Linked DNA regions of Sus scrofa: region 1 is linked to region 2. Evidence: chromatin contacts called from public promoter capture Hi-C data. All regions are on one chromosome and are shown on one strand. Each heading gives the region's core, a stretch centred on a gene start, on an enhancer-like site or on the middle of the called end of the contact. The rest is flanking DNA. Distances are from core to core; before and after follow the strand shown. Region 1 holds the start of CBS (cystathionine beta-synthase). Region 2 holds the start of WDR4 (tRNA (guanine-N(7)-)-methyltransferase non-catalytic subunit WDR4).

Region 1 (6,068 bases), core at 519-3,018, 140 kb before region 2:
TTATAGCAGTCTGAAATTATGCCAAGATAAAATAATTCAGCGCATAATCAAAAACTCCCCCCTGGAAACCCTCCCGGGGCCCCAGGCCATTGAGACTAAAATCCAGCTCCCGCCCTGGACCCAAAGGCCCTCGGACCGGCCTCGCCTCCCATCCTCTGCAGCCGCATGGACCTTCCCTGGTCCTCCTGGCACCCTGGGCTTGTCCCTGCCCCGGGCATTTGCACTGACGGGCTGTCTTCAGGTGGGAACATCCTTCTCCAGAATAAGATCTGGTCCCTAAGCTCTCTGCTCAAGTGTCGCTGGTCCAGAGAGCCTTCCTGACGACCTGATCCACGACTCTCCCACTGCTGTGTCTCTCCATCCCTGGCTTTACCATTCTCCATGTCCCTTCTCTTTAATGAAAGGTTTTGTTTGTTTTTGCTTTTTTTCTTTTTTAGGGCCGCACCTGCAGCATATGGAAGTTCCCGGGCTAGGAGTTGAATCAGAGCTGCATTTGCCAGTCTGCGCCACAGCCACAGCCACACCAGATCCAAGCCACATCTGCTACCTACCCTGCAGCTTGGAGGAACACCGGATCCTTAACCCACTGAGCAAGGAGTGAGGCCAGGGACGGAACCCCCATCCAGTGGAGACTATGTCTGGTTCTTAACCGGCTGAGCCACAATAGGAACTCCTCACTGACGGAAGTTTTCAATAAAGCGCTGTCTTGTTGAGGCCGCTCCCCTAGCACAGGCACTCCTGTTTCCCTGCAGTGCCCAGTGCAGTGCTGGCACGTGGCCGGAGCTCTAATTAGTTGGGTGCTGGGCAAAGTAACTCCGTCCTCTGTTCAAGCCGGGGCCCCGCCCCTGACTTAGTCACAAGGGTCAGGGACTCTCCATGCAGCTCGGAACCTCAAGAGGTAGACAGGCTCTTTAAAAGTCAGGAGCACTCAGTTTGGAATATTTTTTATTAGTGGTGGCCTTCCTAGCGGTCAGAGCCTTCCTGGCTGTCAGCCTTTGGTGCCCCATGGCCAGGGAGAGCCCGCTGGCGGCCGGCCAGCCGCTTTGTGGCTTCTGGCCAAGTCCACGTGCTCTCAGGTTCCATCCCTGATGGGAACGGCCACCGGGCTGGGCAGACGGGGGTCCAGGGCGGAAGCACTGTATATGCTGGGTCCTCGGACCCTGAGGGGGAGGAAAGAACCGCATGGTGGATCCCAAGCCCGGGTGCTGTGCGCGCAGGCCCACGGCTTTCAGGCTCTGGGGTCCTGCGACCAGAAAGAACCGCGTCAGGCGGTCGCAGGACCAGGGCCGGCATGAGGGGACGCGGCAGGTGAGATGTGCGCTGAGGCCCATCCTCAGGGCCTCCCGACCGCACGTTTGTAACTCAGCAATGCGTCCTCATTACTCCCCGCAGAGCAAGGCGTTACCCTGGTGGACACTGGGTACAGAGCGTTCTGCACACAGAAGCGCGGCTCTGATTGGGGTCGTGTCGCGGGGCGGGGGGAGGGGGCAGGGGAGAGAGAGAGGGTAGGGGGCAGGCCGCGCGGGCGGGGGTCCGGGGAGCGGAGGGGACAGGGGCCAAGGGCGCCTGGTTGCGTCAAGAGAGATTAAGGGATGGGGGTGGGGTCCTGACCCGAGGTGAGGCTTTGGGGGCGGGGTGGGGGCGGGGCGCTGAGGGCGGGGCGGGTTGGGGGGGCGAGGGGGCGGGGACGAGGGAGGTGGCGGCCCGGCAATCCGCAACTTGGGATTGGCCAGCTGCCGGCCCCCGCCCCCCTCCTCTCGGCCAATCGCCTCCCTCCCACTCTGGCCGCCGGGTCCCCAGGGAGCCGGCCAGCCCCTGGTCTGGTCTCGAAGTCGCAGCTTTCCGGGTCACTGCTCGCCGCTCTCAGAGGCGCCCAGCCTGCTGCTCTTCCCCGGTCTCGGTCCAGGTGAGCACCTGCCGGACCGAGACTGAACCTACCCTTAGGCGGAGAGATCCGACTAGCGTCCAGGAGGGGGTCCCTGCCGCCCCAGCCCCTCGGCCTGGGTTGCATCATCTTGCACGCGCCCGCGGCGGACCTGGGCCAGCGCCCCGCGCGTCCCGCTTCCCCAACCCTCCCCTTACGGCGAGTCCGGACCATCCTGAAGCTGGCGATTCCGCGCCCACGTGGCCCAGGACCCCCGATCCAACTCCCGCGGCTGCGGATGGACCGCAGGGGGCGTGAGGGGCGGAGTGTTGCGCTGAGACCCCGGGAGGGAACTTTTGGAAGAGGCGCTCTGATGGTGCCGTCATTGATTTTTTTCGCTGCGTTTTGGCTGGGAAATGATTGTTTGGCAAATTACTGGCCTCCACCAGTTGTGTGTCGTGGGCGGGGGGGGGGGAACGTGTAAATATCGATGTAATTGCGCAGGATGCACGGGAGGTGGCCGCCCGCGGGGGGAGGGGGCCCTGACCCCAGCCCAAACCAGGAGGGTGGAAGAGAGTGACCTGCGACCCCAGCTTCGAGCCTAAGGTTGGCCGGATGGCTAGTCCGGAGACGGGGGAGGGTGAGTGGGGGAGGGGCGTGAGCGCAAAACAGCCTCCCACAGGATTACCTGGGGGTGTTTATCCCAAACTCTGTCCCCAAATGCCCCTCCCGAAGGCCGGTGACCGGGCCGCCTCCAAGTCCACCGTAGGGTCTCGATTTCCCGCCCTGACAACTCACATCGAAAGAGGAGTTTCCTACCGTCGGTACTCTCGGCCCTAACTGGCCCTCTTGGGCCGACTGGTGCCGTGTGCAGGGTGCCTGGGGGGCTAGGGGTCGTGACCCCCAGGAGGGTTCTGTGGTTTGAGGTGCTGCGGGAGCCAGCAGGGCGGCGTCAGGTAGCCCGCCTCCCCGGAACCAACGTCCATCGGCGCACAGGGCTCTGTGCCCGAGGGGAGCTGTGCCAGGGCCAGCGGGGCTGAGCCGGGCGGTGCCAGGAGAAGCCCGCCGATTGGAACTCAAGTCATCAAGCGAGCGACCCGCCTAGTGCCTGTGGGTTCTTCGGAGACTAGGTCGCTTTCAATCTTTGTTCCTGGCGGTCCTTACTTTTTGGGAGATTGCTCCAGGTGAGGCAAGTCGCCACATAGGAGGCGCGGGGCTGCCCGCGTGTTCGGGCTGCTTTGCGTGGTATTCTGGCCCGTCTCGCAGCTGAGTGCGTGCCCACCTGGCCAGGGCGCTGCAGGCAGGTCGGCCTCTGATGGGGAAAGAGTTCTGCTGGATGGAAGAACCCTCTCCCCACGGGCAGGACTCCGCTTCCCGCGGGCACTTTTTCAAAGGTGAGCGAAGGCGGCAAGACTTGCTTGCGTGGCTTCCCTAGGGGGCCCAGACCCCCTGAAAAAGTAGCCGGTGATTCCAAGACTTGAAGGAACTACGGCTCTAGGCACATTTAGCAGAATGGCTGGGAGGCTGGTTTCTCCCCGGAAAGCGGGCGCGCCGCCCAGCCTCGTGGATTTGAAAGGGAGGGGACTGGGGAGGGTGGGGGTGTCCGCTTCCCTTGTGCACAGGCTCCGGCCCGGGCACCTGCCGCGACCTGCTGGGCGCCGGTCCACACCTGGCGCTGGGAGAAAGGGAACCAGCAGGGCGCTGCCTCAGTGCTGGGGTCCGAGGTCCTTCCAGCTTCCTGGAGGAGCGGTGGGAGCTCAGAGATCACCCAGAGCCACATCCCTACCTGGAGCTCCTCGCAGGGACCTTCCAAACCCACGGGGCTCCAGGGACTGGGGGGCAGGGGGGCAGCAGGTTTTGATTTACGGAAAAAATGAGAGAGGGAGCGTGGAGTGAGTTCCCACACACGTCCCCTTCCCAGGTCCCGGTGTACTGAACACCTTACACCTTAGTATGGCGGGGCTTTTCTGTTTGTTGTTTGTTTGTCACAATTAATGAACATTACTGGGTTTTTTGTTTGTTGGTTTTGTTTGTTTGTTTTGTTTTGTTCCCTTTTCTAGGGCCGCTCCTGCGGCATGTGAAGTTCCCAGGCTAGAGGTCTAATTGGAGCTGTAGCCGCCGGCCTACACCACAGCCACAGCCACACAGGATTGGAGCCGTGTCTTCGACCTACACCACAGCTCACGGCAACGCTGGATCCTGAACCCACTGAGCAAGGCCAGGGATCGAACCCGCAACGTCACGGTTCCTAGTCAGATGTGTTAACCACTGCGCCACGACGGGAACTCCCTAATGAGCATTCCTTTTTACTAAAGTCTGTACTTACCCAGATTTGCTTGTTTCCCCCAGTCCCGCCCTCCGTTCTGGGAGGCCCCCCAGGAACCCCCGTTACCTTTAACAAAAGGTCAGCTTCCCGGGGGGGTGACTTTTCAGTCATCAGCCAGGCGCATGATGGCTGTGGTCCTGGCCTCTGTTCCCTGTAGAAACTCGGGGGGAAGCAGCAGACGGGCTGGGTTCTGTCCTGGTTGACGAACTTGAGAGCGGGCGCCCGCTCATTGTCACCCCCAGCAGCGGCCAGGGCTGCAGTCCCTCCCGTGTGCGCCCATTCCCCCCCTCCTTTTTTGATCACGTATGTTAAGGTTCCATGAGGGTTTTTTTTTAATTTGAGAAGATGTACATAATCTGCAATCGATTTTAACCGTTCTAAGTACCTACATTCACTGTGCTGTGCAAAATCCTCGGGATTCTCTGTACCCGGGGTTTTTTCATCATGTCTGTCTTCCTTTCTTTTTTTCTTTTGAGGCTGCACACGCGCACACGGCATATGGACAGTCCCAGGCTAGGGCTCAAATCGGAGCTGCAGGCTACACCACAGCCACAGCAACTTGGGATCAGAGCCTCATCTTCATCCTGTGCTGCAGCTCACGGCAAAGCCAGATCTTAACCCACCGAGCAAGGCCAGGGATCGAACCTGCATCCTCAGGAATACTAGTCGGGTTCTTAGCCCCTTGAGCGACAACGGGAACTCCCTTCTTCATCATTTCTAACAAAAACTAGGACCCGGAGTTCCCGTCGTGGCGCAGTGGTTAACGCATCCGACTAGGAACCATGAGGTTGCGGGTTCGGTCCCTGCCCTTGCTCAGTGGGTTCACGATCCGGCGTTGCCATGAGCTGTGGTGTAGGTTGCAGACGCGGCTCGGATCCCGCGTTGCTGTGGCTCTGGTGTAGGCCGGTGGCTACAGCTCTGATTCGACCCCTAGCCTGGGAACCTCCATATGCCGCGGGAGCGGCCCAAGAAATGGCAACAACAGCAACAAAAGACAAAAAAAAAAAAAAAAAAAAAAAAAAAAAAAAAACTAGGACCCATTAAACAGTGACTTCCCCGCCTCCCTCCCGCAGCCCCCGGGAACTTCTCTTCCAGTTGGCTCTGATGGCCAGTGCTGTGGTACCTCGTGTAGGTGGAGTCTTTCAATCTTTGTTCTTCTTTGTCCGGCTTATTTGACGAAGCACAGTGTTTCATTCCCCTGTTTTTAGGGTAAAAATGTACTATTATCTTCCTCTTATTTCTATTATGTGAACGTAGTCTTTATAAAAACAACTTTATACAAAAGTTGCATATATAGGCGTTCCCCTGTGGTGCAGTGGGCTAAAGATCTGGCGTTGTCGCTGGTGTCGCCTGGGTCATTGCTGTGGCGCTTCTGCATGCCAGGAGCGTCGCCGAAAGGAAGAAAAGTTGTGTGTGCGTTTAAGGTGCACAGCTTGGTGTTTTGACCTAAGTATACATTGCGCGAAGACTTCGCCGTCAAGCTAAGTAACTGTCATCTCCTCTACATACTTGCTGGGTGTGTGTGGGTGTGTGTGGGTGCCCGCCCGCGCGCGCGCATGCGTGTGTTTGTGCCTGAGCTCGGGTGTTGAGATTTTAGGGCTCTATTCCGCTTTGATGGCTGCATACTATCCCACTGTATGGATAAACCACACCTGGTTTATCTGTTCATCCGCCGATGGACACTTGGCTTGTTGGCACGTTTTTGCTGCTGCGACTGCTGCTAAAAACGTGGTGGGCCAGTATCTGTTTCCATTTGCTTGAATACGTGCCTAGGACTGGAATTGCTGAGTCACTGGTAGTTGTATGTTTAGCCTTTTGAGAAACCACCAAGCTGTTGGGCAGGCCAGCTGGCACCTGCATGGTTATGCCTTTTCCTGC
Region 2 (5,349 bases), core at 1,396-3,895:
ATGCCTGAAAAGTGCCCTAGAGCATGAGACTGGCCTTTCACTGTGCCCGCCAGCTTAGCTGAATAAGAAATGATGTTTGGAGCAGACTTATTTCCTGCTGCCTCTGGTTGCTGCCCAGCATCAAGCCCTCCTTGAAGCTGCTGGGCAGGGATCTCCGTGAGACTCTCCTGCTTTGCTTCCTGCCCTGCCCCCCCCCACCCCAAACCTCTGTGTTCTCTGTTCTGTGAATCACGGACTCTCGTCCATCTTCTGCCTCTATGAAAGCCCCTTTTACCTCGTGGCCTTTATGGGAGCCTAGCTTTCCCCAAGCATTCTGCTTTGTCAGCAGCAGCCACCTTTCAAGTTTGCGTGTAAATTCATCCGTGAATCAAAGCGGAGGTGGGGTCTGGGTCCGCAGTCTTCTGGTTTCCCAAGCCTCAAACCCATCGCGATTCCTTTACTCTTAAGCAAAAATAACTAATTCTTCACAACAGTCCATTAGTTGCTCCATTTATTTACTTAGCAAATATTGATCGAACACTGACTTCATGCCAGGTTTTGTGCTGCAATCTGGGCCGTTGGTGACCGGCCAACTTAGGCATCAGTTCCTGCCTTCGTGGCATTTGCAGCCTGAGACAGACATTAAACAAATTATCACGGTGCTGTGGATGCAAACAATGGAGAATCAGTAAAGGCTTCCTCAATGACTCTGCTGGGATGACGCTGGGAATAAACCAGGGACACTAAAGAGATAGGGTGTGGGGAGAGCATTTCAAGCAGAAAGAACAGCGTGTGGTAAGGTCCTGTGGTTAGTCGGAACACGGTGCCAGTGACCTGGAAGGGTGGTCATGAGAATGGGCCTCGCCTGGGAGGGAATGAGGCTGTGGAATCGATAGGAGTCAGACCACATGGAGTCTCAGAGTGGAAGAGCAGGATTTGGTCTCTGGACGGACAACAACGAGAAGCTTTTGTTCATGCTAAGCAGGGGAATGAAATGACTAGAACCGTGTCCTGAAAATACCTCTTGGGCTTTAGTGTGCAAAACGGATCTGAGGGGGACACAGGGGCAGATGTGAGACCAGCAAGTGGCAGGATTGCTGTGGCCACAGAAGCCATGGAAATGGAGTGAAGGGGCTTCCAGAAGGATTTAAGTGGTTAGAAGAACAATGTGGGATGAGGGGGCTGTGAGTCCTGAGAGATTCCCCCCAACTGGGATCGGGTGATGCACTCCATGAGCACAAGAACACTGGGAAAGAGCCCCATTTTGGGTTGAAAAATGGCAGTTCATAGCCTTTGTGGTTTTTTTTTTTTTTTTTTTTATCTTTTATCTTTTTAGGGCCGCATCTGTGGCATACGGAGGTTCCCAGGCTCTGGGTCAATCGGAGCTGTTGCTGCCAGCATACACCACAGCCATAGCAACACCAGATCCGAGCCGCCTCTGCGACCTACACCACAGCTCACGATTGCCGGATCCTTAACCCACTGAGCAAGGCCTGGGATCGAACCCCCAGCCTCATGGTTCCTAGTCAGATTCGCTGCCGCTGTGCCACAACAGGAACTCCAAACTCCACCTTTGTGTTTAAGGCATGTTTAGCTTATCGCCTTCCAGGGACCTCTGCCTTGAGCTATGAAGTGGCGTCTGGCACTTGCCATCAGACTCTACTTGGGTTAAATGAGCCACTGCAGCTGCCGGCCCACAACACCCCGAGCAGAGCTCAGGGTGGACAGAGGAGTGAGGCCCCCTGTTCTCTGGGAAAACTGGAAGGACAGGCTTTCAGATAGGTATTTTTAGGAGACGATTTTACGTGCCCAATTCTTGCATCTCCCCCATCAGAAAAACACGAAAATCCTTCATGGTGATGTCTGTTCCTGGTGACTGGTAGTGACCTTCAGGAGATCAGCCACAAACTTTTTTTTTTTTTTTGAGTGGCATATGGAGGTTCCCAGGCTAGGGGTTGAATCGGAGCTGTAGCCACCGGCCTACACCAGAGCCACAGCAACGCGGGATCCAAGCCGCATCTGCAACCTACGCCACAGCTCACGGCAACGCCGGATCCTTAACCCACTGAGCAAGAGCAGGGACCGAACCCGCAACCTCATGGTTCCTAGTCGGATTTGTTAACCACTGCGCCACAACGGGAACTCCATCCACAAACTTTTTTAAGATGTGTGTGCGGCAGTCTTTCAGCCCAGTCTGAATACCACCCAAGTATTCAAGGTCCTCTGTGAACGCAGTCACCTCCAAGGGTGAGAGCCGAGGAATCCACAGGATACTGGCCCCAAGAGCGGGAGGTGCATATCAAAGGAAGGATTTCAGTGAGCCCAGGCCTCTTTTGTTCCGACTTCCTGCTCTTTGCTTAAACCTCCCCTGAGCTGGTTCTCAGGGCTACCCGAGATGCTGTCTCTCCTGCTTAAGTCCTAATTTTCCCCCAAATAAAAACTTAATTCTCGGGAGTTTCCATTGTGGCTCAGTGGTTAATGAACCGGACTAGCATCCATAAGGACTTGGGTTCAATCCCTGTCCTCACGCTGTGGGTTAAGGATCCAGCGTTGCCGTGGGCTGTGTGTGGGTCCACGAGGCAGCTCAGATCCTGCTGCTGTGGTGGAGGCCAGCAGCTTCAACTCCGATTCAACCCCTGGCCTGGGAACCTCCATACGCCGTGGGTGTGGCCCTAACAGAAAAAAAAACAAAACAAAACCCAAAACACTTCTTTCTCAACTGTGAGGTTGCGGACTTTCTTTGTGGACAGAGTCCTCCTCAGACCCCTCCATGCTGGACCTGGACACGAGCTCAGACCCTCCCGTTTCTTGGAGGAGTATTTATTAAAAACCAAGTAGGTTCGAGGCCGGTCAAGTCAACCAGCCCGAGAAAGATCCAGACCCGGCCCCACCCAGGCCGGAGGAAGAGCGGAAACTAAACAAGCAGGTGCACTTCACCGGGACAAATTCGAACAAAACCCCCCAAGGCCGCGAGAGACGCCCTCTTAGAATCCGAAGGGCAAGAGGGCCTGTCTGCGCATGCCCGGAGGCGGCGCGTCCCACCGCGTCACCGCGCGGCGGCTGCGCGTGACGTCACTCCCCAGCGCCGGCAGGAAGAGGCCCCGGGCGCGCACGTGGGTGGCGGAGAGGCCAGAGAAATGGCGAGTTCCGTAGGGCTGGCGCTGTGCGGGGAAGCGCTGGTGGTGCGAGGCGGCAGCCGGTTGCTGGCCACCTCCACTTCGAGCAGGTGAGGGGGTCGAGGCCTGGAGCAGAAGCCCAGGCTGCGGTCGCGCGTTGGGGCCTTGAGGTCCCGGCTCTCCCGCGCCGCCTTGGGGTGACTCGGCGGAGCCCCACCGCTGCCTGCGAGCTCTTCGCACCCTTCTCGCACGACCCGCGCAGGGCGCCCCTTGCCGTCTCAGTGGTGGTTCTGCGCAGCTCTTTGCCTGGTCAGCGCCGGACACTTCCGGGCTCCGCGGGCACGGATCACGTGGGGGCGACGCGGGCGGGGCTGGGCCAGTGAGGGACCCGGAGGACGCCGGTCAGATCATCTCTGGCTGGTGGGGAGGAAGGCAGCCCTTGGCCTCCCTTAGGGAGAAGGGTTTGCTTTCCGGGAACGTGTTGGGCGCACTCCTTTCTAGCCTCCGTCTCCTTGCGGTCCTCCCTGTTCCCTCATCCCCGCCCACATCCATGGACCCCGCCCTATGCCACCCTTGAGTGGCTCTGCACAAAGTCCTCCTTCTGCTTTTCTCATTTCACGGAGCTTCTCTATTGTCCTCGGGATTTTTTAGTCAGTACGTTTGTTGATCGAAGAGTCCTGACTTAGGAGCCTCATTTTTATTAATAGTGGTTCCTTTCGGTTCCTTTCTTCTTTCCACGGTAGTTTCGAGTCTCTCAAACTTGAAACAGACGAGGTGTTTGTCAAATGTAAATGTACCCTCTGTGTTCGTTGCTCAACGTTTGGTTTTAGAGCAATTCGATGTTAAGTTCACATTTCACAAATTTATTCGCAAACCTGTTGTTTGTCCCAGGTTTTTTTGTTTCAGAGCCTCGTGGTATCTAACACCTGCCACATAGAGGTGTGGATCAAGTAGACTCTGCCTGTTTCCGTCCATACCTCTTGAGATGTGGTGGCAGACGGCCGGCAGAGTTCCTGCTTCTCTTCTTGCACCACAGTGTTCCACGTGAAAACAGTTCCGCCGCAGCCACTTTAAAGGCTGTACATTGGTGCAGGACGTCTTCTCCGTGCCAGGCCCTGGAGGGGGAGCCCAGGGTCCATTAGGGAACATGGGTAGCTTTTATGAGTGGTTGCTTGGCAACCATGGAAGCTTTTCCGAGGTATTTTTTCCCATACAAATAATGGCAGTTTTAAACTTGGGTGCAAAAGACCTACTGAAAATTCATTGACATCAGAACATGATTTCTCTTCACATTCCACCTTGTACTGATTTTTCTAGTACATGATATTTCCTGTTGGGTTTTTGTCCTCATTGATGATACTTAACTGATTTGTATGGATGGAGCATGCTAGTTCTGTGTGGCAAATAGAAACATAGCAGGTTAAGCAAATAAAACTCCTTAACTGTTTCCTGAAACATGCAGAGACAATTTCTTGAGGATAAGGCCCTGAGTGAATGTGCAGATATCGTTTTGATCCAGCCCCCCTCCCCAAAAAAAGGAATGAGAATTTTTTTTTTTTGGTTGTCTCCTTAGGGCTTCACCCTTGGCATATGGAGGTTCCCAGGCTAGGGGTCTAATTGGAGCTGTAGCTGCCGGCCTACACCACAGCCACAGCAATGCCAGATCTGAGCCACGTCTGCAACCTACACCACAGCTCACGGCGGTGCCGGATCCTTATCCCACTGAGCAAGGCCAGGGATCAAACCTGCAACCTCATGGTTCCTAGTTGGATTCATTTTCTCTGCACCATGATGGGATCTCCAGGAATGAGCATTTTTGTTAACCAAGTGCTTCTTTTAAAATATGTCTGTTATTTTTCCTTAGTGATGGTGACAGCCTTTTCACATATGACTGCAGTACTGCACAAAAGAAGACACAAGAACAAGAGCAAAAAGGGTGAGGTGATGCAGCAGCCTCTTCGGGGCCAGTTCATGGTTTGCATGATGGGACTGTACAGTCTAAGAAGTTAAATCGTTGTCTCGTTGGCTGAATTCTTCACTTCTGTTTTCTGGTTGTGCCTAAACGAGGTACCAACTCAGGAGTGAGATGTGGAACTAACTTTCAACTTCGTTCGCACTTCTCATTTGTTTGTGTCTTTTTAGGGCTGCCCCTGCAGCATATGAAAGTTCCTGGGCCAGGGGTCGAATTGGCACTGCAGATGTGGGACTGCGCCACAGCTACGGCACCGCTGGATCGGAGCCACATCTGTGACCT

The links. Promoter capture Hi-C pulls out the DNA fragments that hold promoters and counts their contacts.
Region 1: a contact with region 2 is called in a promoter capture Hi-C map of liver, with 4 times the contacts expected there. The contact joins the promoter of CBS here to the promoter of WDR4 in region 2. A contact is called at or near these places in 1 of 5 promoter capture datasets (liver) and 5 of 47 Hi-C or Micro-C datasets (embryonic fibroblasts, fetal liver, liver and 1 more).

What each region holds. Positions count from the first base shown.
Region 1 is chr13:206,227,063-206,233,130 of Sscrofa11.1, reverse strand. It overlaps CBS (cystathionine beta-synthase), which reads left to right and starts at 1,768. Exons shown (of 16, transcript XM_021071046.1): 1 at 1,768-1,906.
Region 2 is chr13:206,092,009-206,097,357 of Sscrofa11.1, reverse strand. It overlaps WDR4 (tRNA (guanine-N(7)-)-methyltransferase non-catalytic subunit WDR4), which reads left to right and starts at 2,645. Exons shown (of 11, transcript XM_005654080.3): 1 at 2,645-3,205; 2 at 4,960-5,031.